2 separate regions of the Bicyclus anynana genome follow, and region 1 is linked to region 2. Evidence: chromatin contacts called from public Hi-C data. All regions are on one chromosome and are shown on one strand. Each heading gives the region's core, a stretch centred on a gene start, on an enhancer-like site or on the middle of the called end of the contact. The rest is flanking DNA. Distances are from core to core; before and after follow the strand shown.

Region 1 (4,650 bases), core at 1,516-4,015, 58 kb before region 2:
TCATTATCATCATCATCATCATCATCATCATCATCATCATCATACCTATTTATTAGCCATGGAAGTCCACTGCTGATGATTAGCATATGAATCCCAATAAATCCGGTCTAGTGTATCTAGTAGTATACTAATGTAAAGTTGATTAGGTTAGGTATTTGTTTATAAAAATAAAAATTAACCGCAGAGCCGATTTTTGTAAAATGGATAAAGATCATAGGTATTCAAAATCAAGTAGTAACTATGTCGGACAATTTTCAGGGGGGAGGTAGGTATATTTCTTATCGGATGGCTTTTTTATAGTCAACAGGCTTGCGTTACTTCAATCATACGCAATGGAAGGCAATGATGAGGTCTAGGAGGAAGATAGGACGCGCTTGTCTAGATAATAGACTGTCTTCAAGGTTTTAGATTGTAGATGGTAGAAAACAAAGACGGCGGAAGGGCATTCCACACTACAGCAGTTCGAATAAGAAACGTTGAAGCGAAACGTTTGCTGCGGCTCTAGATGTCAATGATCCAGGAATGCCACCCTTTACATCTTTTTGCTATTCTGTGAAGATCAAAACCAACAAACGCGTCTTTCATAGTTTTGTCCGGCTTGCATAAAATATCACATACTTACGTACCACAAAGTTTTGTCAATAGGTACATAAATCATGAATTTATATTTTTTCCCTGGGCCCTAATACTATAACATGCCCAGGTGTCCAGGCTTTGGCCATCTGAATGTAGCTTACCTATGTCGAAATCAACGGGCACCTATCGAGTGTATCCTCCAAGGTGGTCTATTAGAGTCAATACTTTTCCTCCTATACCATGGCCATCTGCTAGTTTCATCTAGTGACACAAAACATAACAACTTCCTTTGTATAGTACAAAAACAGAACAAACCTTGCAGGCTACCATAGAGCCATGGCGCTCAGCCTTGAACCGGTCTTGAAGTAAGCCATTGTTCCTTTCATCTCACCCCATAGTATCCACACGTGCGGTGCTCTGTTCACATGAATGGCCCGCCGAGAGTATTTATTATTTCTGTATTAATAATGGGGAACTGGACACGAAATTGCGCAAGTAATGCGTAATTCTTTTATTTGAATAACTCTTAAGAAACTCGTAATCTTTTTTATGTATTTATGAGTTAGACTAGCGGACGCCCGCGACTTCAGGTGAAATTTAGCTTTTCACAAATCCCGCGGAAAATATGGATTTTTCCGTTATGAAATAACCTTATGTTGCTCAATTACTTCTTCTATCTTCCAGTAGAAGTCCCATTAAAAACCGGTCAGCTGTTCCAAAGATTAGATTAGGTTCCGAACAAACAGGTGGATAGACAAAAATTTTAAAAAAGCTTGGTTGGTTTTGGTTTTGTGTAAATAGCTATTGGTAAGTACTTGATAAAACACAATTATCTTTGAAATCACAGGTTTTATGTTTTATTTATTTGTATAGGTATTGAGTATTAATGATAGTACCTAGTTAGGGGTAACAGAATAGGGTACCTCGTTGACTCATGTCAAATTTAATATAAAATAATATTAATTTTGTATAGTAAGTAGGTACATGGAATAAGAGTCCGAACACCGAAATATATCGATATCTATATAACTATAGAAAAATGAATCCATACATCTCTTGATCACGCCATCACGCGTGAACAGCTGGACCGATTTCACTATTTTTTTGATGTGTTTGTCATTGTCAGGAGAAGGTTCTTATGACAGACAAACGGCCCTATAAACCGAGGTCCGAGTCGCAGAGGATACTTAGAAAGTCGTTTCGGCCATTTACTCTGCTGCTGCCTTCGGGCCCCATCAGGTGATGCTTTTGCGTTCACCCAAACCCCCTGAGGTTACGCCGCTGAGGTCCCATTATGAAGCTTACTACACCTACATAATCAGAAAAAAAACAAATAGGTATATACAGAAACGCTAGTGTGTTAGAACTCATATCATTTCTATAATTGTAAACATTTTAATATCAACATAACAAATACCAAGATAATAATAACAAGATGAGTCACGAGCTAAATTAAGTTTTAAATACCTAACGCACCAGCAGAGTATGATTTGTAGTTAACTGCAGATCATAAACTTAATTACAATAGCTATTTATTTTTAATAAAAAGTTTCTATGGTAACCAGTTTAGACGTAATCTTAATTAAATTGGTTCTGTAAGAATTTTAAAAGGATTTAGAGATAAACCTTTGAATAAATTATTTAAATTAGCTTAGTAAATGAATTAAATTAGGTATTTTTCATAAGTAGGTATTCTGGTGGAAGTGCAAGGTTGGTCAAATATCTGAAAAGCTATGATTAAGAACACGAGGATTCGGGTCCAGGGAACTTGGGGTGTGTCACTAAAATAATAAATAGGTATTATTTCATACACTACTGCTCGGTATTAATAATTTAAAAATTAAACTATCGACTAACCAACGATGTACTACATTGTACCTAAAGTAACAGAATGTTATTAGTAGCGTAAGTGATTCGGGTAGGATAAAAAAAGTGAATAGCAATTGCATTTTTTGGCACCGCTGCAGTCGTCGGCGCGGCAGGCTCGGTCCGCGGTTCCGCCATCGACCGCCGCTGCGTCGCTGTCGCTAGTCGCTACCCGGGCCCGGGCACGGGTAGGGCCCCGGTACCGCGCGAAAGTGAAAATTCGCTAGGCACTTTCTCCCCACCCGGGCCGTCGCGCGTCGGCCGCATCGCCCCGCCCCTCGCTGCACCCCCGCGCCCCCGCGGCCCCCGCGCCGCAAGGTCAGCCCCGCGTGCAGGCGGGTGGCGCGGCGGCGGCGCGGCGACGCGCTGCGCTCTTGAAATTTCGCTTTCGTTCACTCGCGGTTATTAGTCGGCCGCGCGCGCTCCGGCAAGCATGTGTTTCGCGTGACGCGTTCCGATACACCGCGGCGGCACGTTCGATTTCGTTGAGTCGATCGTGGTGCAGCATGGCTCCGCGACGGCAGGGCGCTACCGGCGAGCGGGAGTCCGACGACTCCCACGGCTGCTGCGTGCCCGGCGAGTGCCTGCGCCCCCGGGAGCCCGTGCGCGTGGAAGACGCTATCCGCGTGCTCTGCAACAACGACACGTGCGCCGTCGGCCGGTACATGCACAGAGAGTGCTTCGAGCAATGGGAGGCCGGCGTGCTCGCTTACCTCAAGTCCTGTGGCCGCGCACGATCGTGGTCCGAGAGGCAGAGACACCAGAATCTGTGGACGAAGAAGGGCTATGACTTGGCGTTCAAAGCGTGCGGCTGCCGGTGCGGTCGCGGCCACTTGAAGAAAGACTTAGACTGGACTCCGCCCGGCACGGCGATCAGAGCGGACGATGAGAAGAAGAAACGCAGGAGGGCACGGCCGGGCCGCACGCCAGCGCCGGTCGACGTCCGCTCCCGGGCCTTCAGCCTCTCGAGCTCAGGTTCCTGCTCTCCGCCGTCCGCTTCCTCGGAGCCGTCTGCGAGCCCCACACACGCGCCACCGCTCAACTTGACTCCCGCGAAAAGGAACTCGAAACCCGAACTCGTTTCCGACAGGATCAGGTAAGCAATACATATTAATCTGACAAGCAGCACGTTTTGTCACCGATACTGACGCAACTACAACTCAGTAAACACAGGCGTCATGACAACTTTGTATGATGAATAATTGAAAAGGTGGGTAGACATGGTGGTATTTGAGCCGGAGTGAGTTGTTAGAAGTCCGATCATGTCCGCGGCTCACACTGGGTTGCATATGGATAAAATAATAATGCAATCACGCCTTATTTTGTAAGATTGGCGGTAAGTGGCGCCGGCCGCGCAAATGGCCACACCTACGCAAAAATATGTTTTCTATACAAGAGTACGAGCGACGCCTACGGTGCCTCGAACGCCGGTTGTTTATGTATTAAATCGTTAAGAGCCGCATAATTGGCGGGGAACTGGTTATCGGGTCTCGGAGCTTGTCTTGTTCGAAAACCGGACCCCTTGGGCCTTTTCTATGCATTGAATTAAGATACAAAATTAGATAGCACGTTTCTGTGTAATAGAAACTAATGGTGGGAACACCTACCCAGGTTAATTGCAATTAGAATGTACACCTATCGAGGTGTTACAGTTATAAAAGCAGACACCAGGAATAATCTATGTCTAGGTTGTCCTAAATCGTAACACGGTGAAAATCGTACACCGGCAGTAGTAGGTAAGAATATGAACTTATCATATTTTTTCATAGACCAACTTTACTCATTTTGTCAATATTTAAAATACCACCACCGCGGTTCCACCATCGTTCCATTCCCGTAGGAAAACGTAGTTTTAATCACTGAAAGAAATTTTTAAATCGGTCGTCATTTATTTTGGAGCCTAGGTAGGTACATACAGGCTATAAAATCTTACCTCATAAATTAGTTAAAATTGCGTGTAGTCCTACCTACCCAATTTAATTCCTGTCACTGTACAGGTAGGTAAGAACTCCTATTTTAAAATATTGACTGTAACGCCAGCCACACACGGTCATGTTAAACGTCAAGTTTCAAAATATCGTTATAGTTTATAGTTTGGTAATATTTTTACTGCCCTACGGGCTGCAGACTTGATATTTTTTAATTTTTTTTAATTTAATGACAAGTTGGTTCTTGACTGCGATCTTACCTGATGTTATGTGATGATGC
Region 2 (4,069 bases), core at 788-3,287:
TTTATTTTTGGTATAAAATTTCGAGTACTAAAATATAAAGTCTAAGTATAAATATAAATACTAAAATTTCATTGGAATAAAGATGATGTACGAACATTAGGAATGTAAATCAAATGAAGAAAAGTCCTAACTGAATAAAAACATTGATTTAGATTTTTTGATTGTTGTTTTTTTTTTATTAAATATTATCGCTGAACTACGCTTTTCACCTTTTTACCTACATTATAAAACTTAATCAAATGACTTCAAATTAGTATCATATCGTAACTTGTCGTGTTTATTTGCAAATAACATTTTATTTGTTGTTATTCCATGACTTTATAATTATTACAAGGTCATTGGTATTAAATATGTATAATCAGACACAAGATAAACATCTCAATCAAAGACGACCAAAGGGCAGGTAGATTGGGTATATCAAACACTAAGATATTTTCGTTGAGTACCGATCACGTCCTATTGAAATTATTCTATTACCCAGTCTCACTATTCGGAATGAAAAATTCATAAATAAAAAACGGGCAAAGTGCGAGTCGGACTGGCGCACGGTTTTCCGTACTACACTAATATTTTAATAGAGGAAAGATTTAGATTTTTGTATGAAACAAACGAATACATTCAAAAATTACTAAACCGATTTAAAAAAAAATCTTTCACCAATTGGAAGCTTCCGTGCCTCTGAGTCACGTTAAGCTGTCGATTATTATCGATATCTGGTAGTGGTCGTTAATGATTTTAACACTATCATACAAAGCTCGTATAAGAGAGCCATGATGGCCCAGTGGATATGAGCCTCTGCCACCGAATTCGGAGGTTGATGGTTCGAATCCGGTCCGGGACAAGCACCTCCAAATTTTCAGTTGTGTGTATTTTAAGAAATTAAATATCACGACGTGTCTCAAACGGTGAAGAAAAAACATCCTGAGGAAACCTGCATACCATAGAATTTTCTTAATTCTCTGCGTGTGTGAAGTCTGCCAATCCGCATTGGGCCAGCGTGGACTATTGGCCTAACCCTTCTCATTCTGAAAGGACATTCGAGCTCAGCAGTGAGCCGAATATGGGTTGATAATGATGATTATGATGGACTATTACGGTACCTTCTGAGTGCCTACGGACAAACAGCCGAGTCTCAGCAATAAGGTCCCGTTTTTATCCTTTGAGTACGGAATTCTAAAAATCCACTGCTGTGGCTTATCCGATGAATTCTATATAATCACGGCAGCTCTCAGGTTTAAGTGATCACCGGGCGGCGACGTGCCTCGAACACGAAATGATTTTGCATCGCCACCTGGGACTTCCAACTTGGCATGAATATAGCAAATGAATTAACAATGGATTATAAAAATGGAACGTACTTTGTATTATTTTCATTCCAGCGGGTTTTGTTTCTCTATAAATTAAATGTGTTATTTTTTACACATTTTATAAAATATTGTAAGTTTATTTGCACTGGGTAAGCTGTGCTGTTTCTATTTTGCCTTTGGTGATTGGGAAGGGATGAACCACAATACTATTGTTCTTTGTTGCGGTTTATGTTATAATAGGTACGAATAGGTTCATACGAGAGAACTGGTCGCATATAATCGAAGTCAAATGAATTACCTAAGTCAAAATTAATCAAAAAGAATATTTGACAATTTCCACCACCATTCACTAGTCAAAAATACCTAATAATTAAAGTACAGTTAGACAAGTAGGTACATTATTTTAAAACAATAAAACAATTAGGGCTGCATAAAAAGATCGAGATCAAGTCGTGGTAATACACATTACCAGGTCGTGGCTTCGAATACACATTTTCATCTGAACAAACTCCATTAGCTGCTACTCGTATACTACAGATTGCACAAAAGGTACAATTGTAATTTCATAAGGTACAATTTGTAATTTGTTACAATTGGGAAGTAATTTCGAAATGCGAAAGCAAAGGTCGATAGATAGATCGGCGGCGGGCGGCGGTCCCACTAATCGATCGTGTCTGTGTGCACACTTACTGCACTCGTCCCGTCCGTGTCCTGTTGCCGTCTCGCTCGCAACCACCCCTTCCCACATAAATCCATCCCTCTCATCGTAACTCATCGTCCCTAACCACCCGGCAGTTGCTGCCTCCCTGGTCCTCCGTATTTAGACACTGCAGACCTTCAATACGTAGATGAACTGTCATATCAAAAATGGATGGATACAAATGGATGTAAATGATCCTATTTTATTTCATAAAGTAAAACAAAAAGCAACTTCTTTGTCATCTTATTTGAACAGAGCCATGCCTCATCCATCCATTCATCATTATGGATATCTACGGAGCATAAATCTACAATGCGGGTTGGTACTTATGCTTAGACTAATAATATTTGACTATTTAATTATCACTATCAGATATTAGTCATAATTACCAGCACTGACTACATAACCTCTGGCATAACGCACTCTCCGATGCATGAGGATGTGACAACACCAATTTCCCAACTTTAGACCCAGGACTCGAACCCAGGCCTTCGTGATCCGAAGCTACATAGTCTTGCCACTTGACACAAGGAGCAGTTACTTTTGTGATTAAATTTTTTTTAAAGTGGTGTAATAGGTCTTGAAAGTTTACATTGATTTCCATGCGGACGAAGTCACAGGCGTCCGCTAGTGTAGAAGAGAAGTATAGACAACTACCTGGGCACTTACGTTTAGTCGACGACTTTTAACAGTTAGGTATTATCATTATGAGACCTAATAAAGTTTATCGTAATTTGGCTCGTGGTTGGTAATTCGGACAGCACCTGATGTAAACGGGGCATTTGCGCGAAGTTTGCTAACTAATTTAGACTTAATTGTATTTAACAATTATTTCACCGTTACTCCTGAATACCTGGTATGCACGGTGCTTAAACGTGTTTCATCTATTTAATATGCTAGTTGACACTTTTTAAAATGGTCTTAAATAGTACATTATCGTTTTACTAGATATTTTGTTGAGACGTTATTACATGATTTATTTTTTTTAATTTTTTTAGACAATACGAGCCAAAACGCCTGTCATCCATGATGGTTTATATTTCAACTGTTTCACATGACGTCACGTTAACAAATCCTTTACAAACGGAGTGTTTGACAAAAATATTATTTTGACATTTTGCACATAAGTCACCAAGTAACATTGAAACGTCACAAAATAGACGACAGCGTTTTTTCCGTTTGAAAAATTTTAAAAAATATCTACATATTTTTTAAATTAAGTTTCATAAGAAATCCTTAACTTCTATTAATTAATATCGATATATTTCAGACCCTTATTCCATGTACTACACGAAATTAATATTGTTTATATTAAATTTGATATGAGTCAACTACCCTATTCAGACAGCACCTGATGTAAATTGGACATAATTTGCGCGAAGTGCCCAAACAAATTTAAATTCAAGACGTTCATTTACACGAGCAGCAACTGCTACCGACGACTGCAGTTGGCGACATCTCGACAGCAGTCGCCGATTGCAGTCAACTGCAGTCAACGGCAGTCGTTAGCAGTTGCTGCTCGTGTAAACGAACCCTTAATTGTATTTCACCGTTACTCGTGAATTAGGTGGTATGCACGGTGCACAAACTTGTTTCATCTACTTTCAATTGTTTGGAGGCCTTGGTTCTAACTAAGGAGTAGCACTGGCATTTGGTATCGGTGACTGCGCCTGCTTACATAACCCACCTGCCATATCGGGCCGAACCTCGCTCGCTCGCCCATTCTATGAATTACTTATAGGTCGTAGACCTTAGGCATTATTTCAATCCACTTGGCACACGATACAGCATTGGTGACTAGGTTTACTTAGATTACATATTGTAAGTAATTTATGATATGTAATAAAAATAAATCTTATACCATTATGGTGTAGTAGGTACCTACTATATTTTATTAATAGCTAATATACGTATAATAAGTTTTTAACAATAATAAGTACACGCCACTTACAGTAATTTGTCCTAATATAATTTCCTAAGCCTAAGGTTGCCTGGAAGAGATCGCTACTAAGCGATAAGGCCGCCTTTTGTATTCTACTTCTTATGTTTCTATTTTGCTTGT

What was found. A called contact is a pair of places that touch in the nucleus more often than the background predicts.
Region 1: a contact with region 2 is called in a Hi-C map of whole body, with 1.5 times the contacts expected there. The contact joins the promoter of LOC112058315 here to the enhancer-like site in region 2. A contact is called at or near these places in 2 of 2 Hi-C or Micro-C datasets (whole body and whole larva).

What each region holds. Positions count from the first base shown.
Region 1 is chr9:5,729,719-5,734,368 of ilBicAnyn1.1, reverse strand. It overlaps LOC112058315 (headcase protein), which reads left to right and starts at 2,765. Exons shown (of 5, transcript XM_024099037.2): 1 at 2,765-3,538. The coding sequence starts at 2,949.
Region 2 is chr9:5,671,664-5,675,732 of ilBicAnyn1.1, reverse strand. The region is part of intron 2 of LOC112058315 (headcase protein); the gene reads left to right. Among protein-coding and RNA genes, the nearest start is that of LOC112058315, 58 kb to the left of the region's middle. Within about 2 kb of position 2,037, at least 7 of the 8 cell types and tissues checked have open chromatin away from gene starts, as enhancers often do.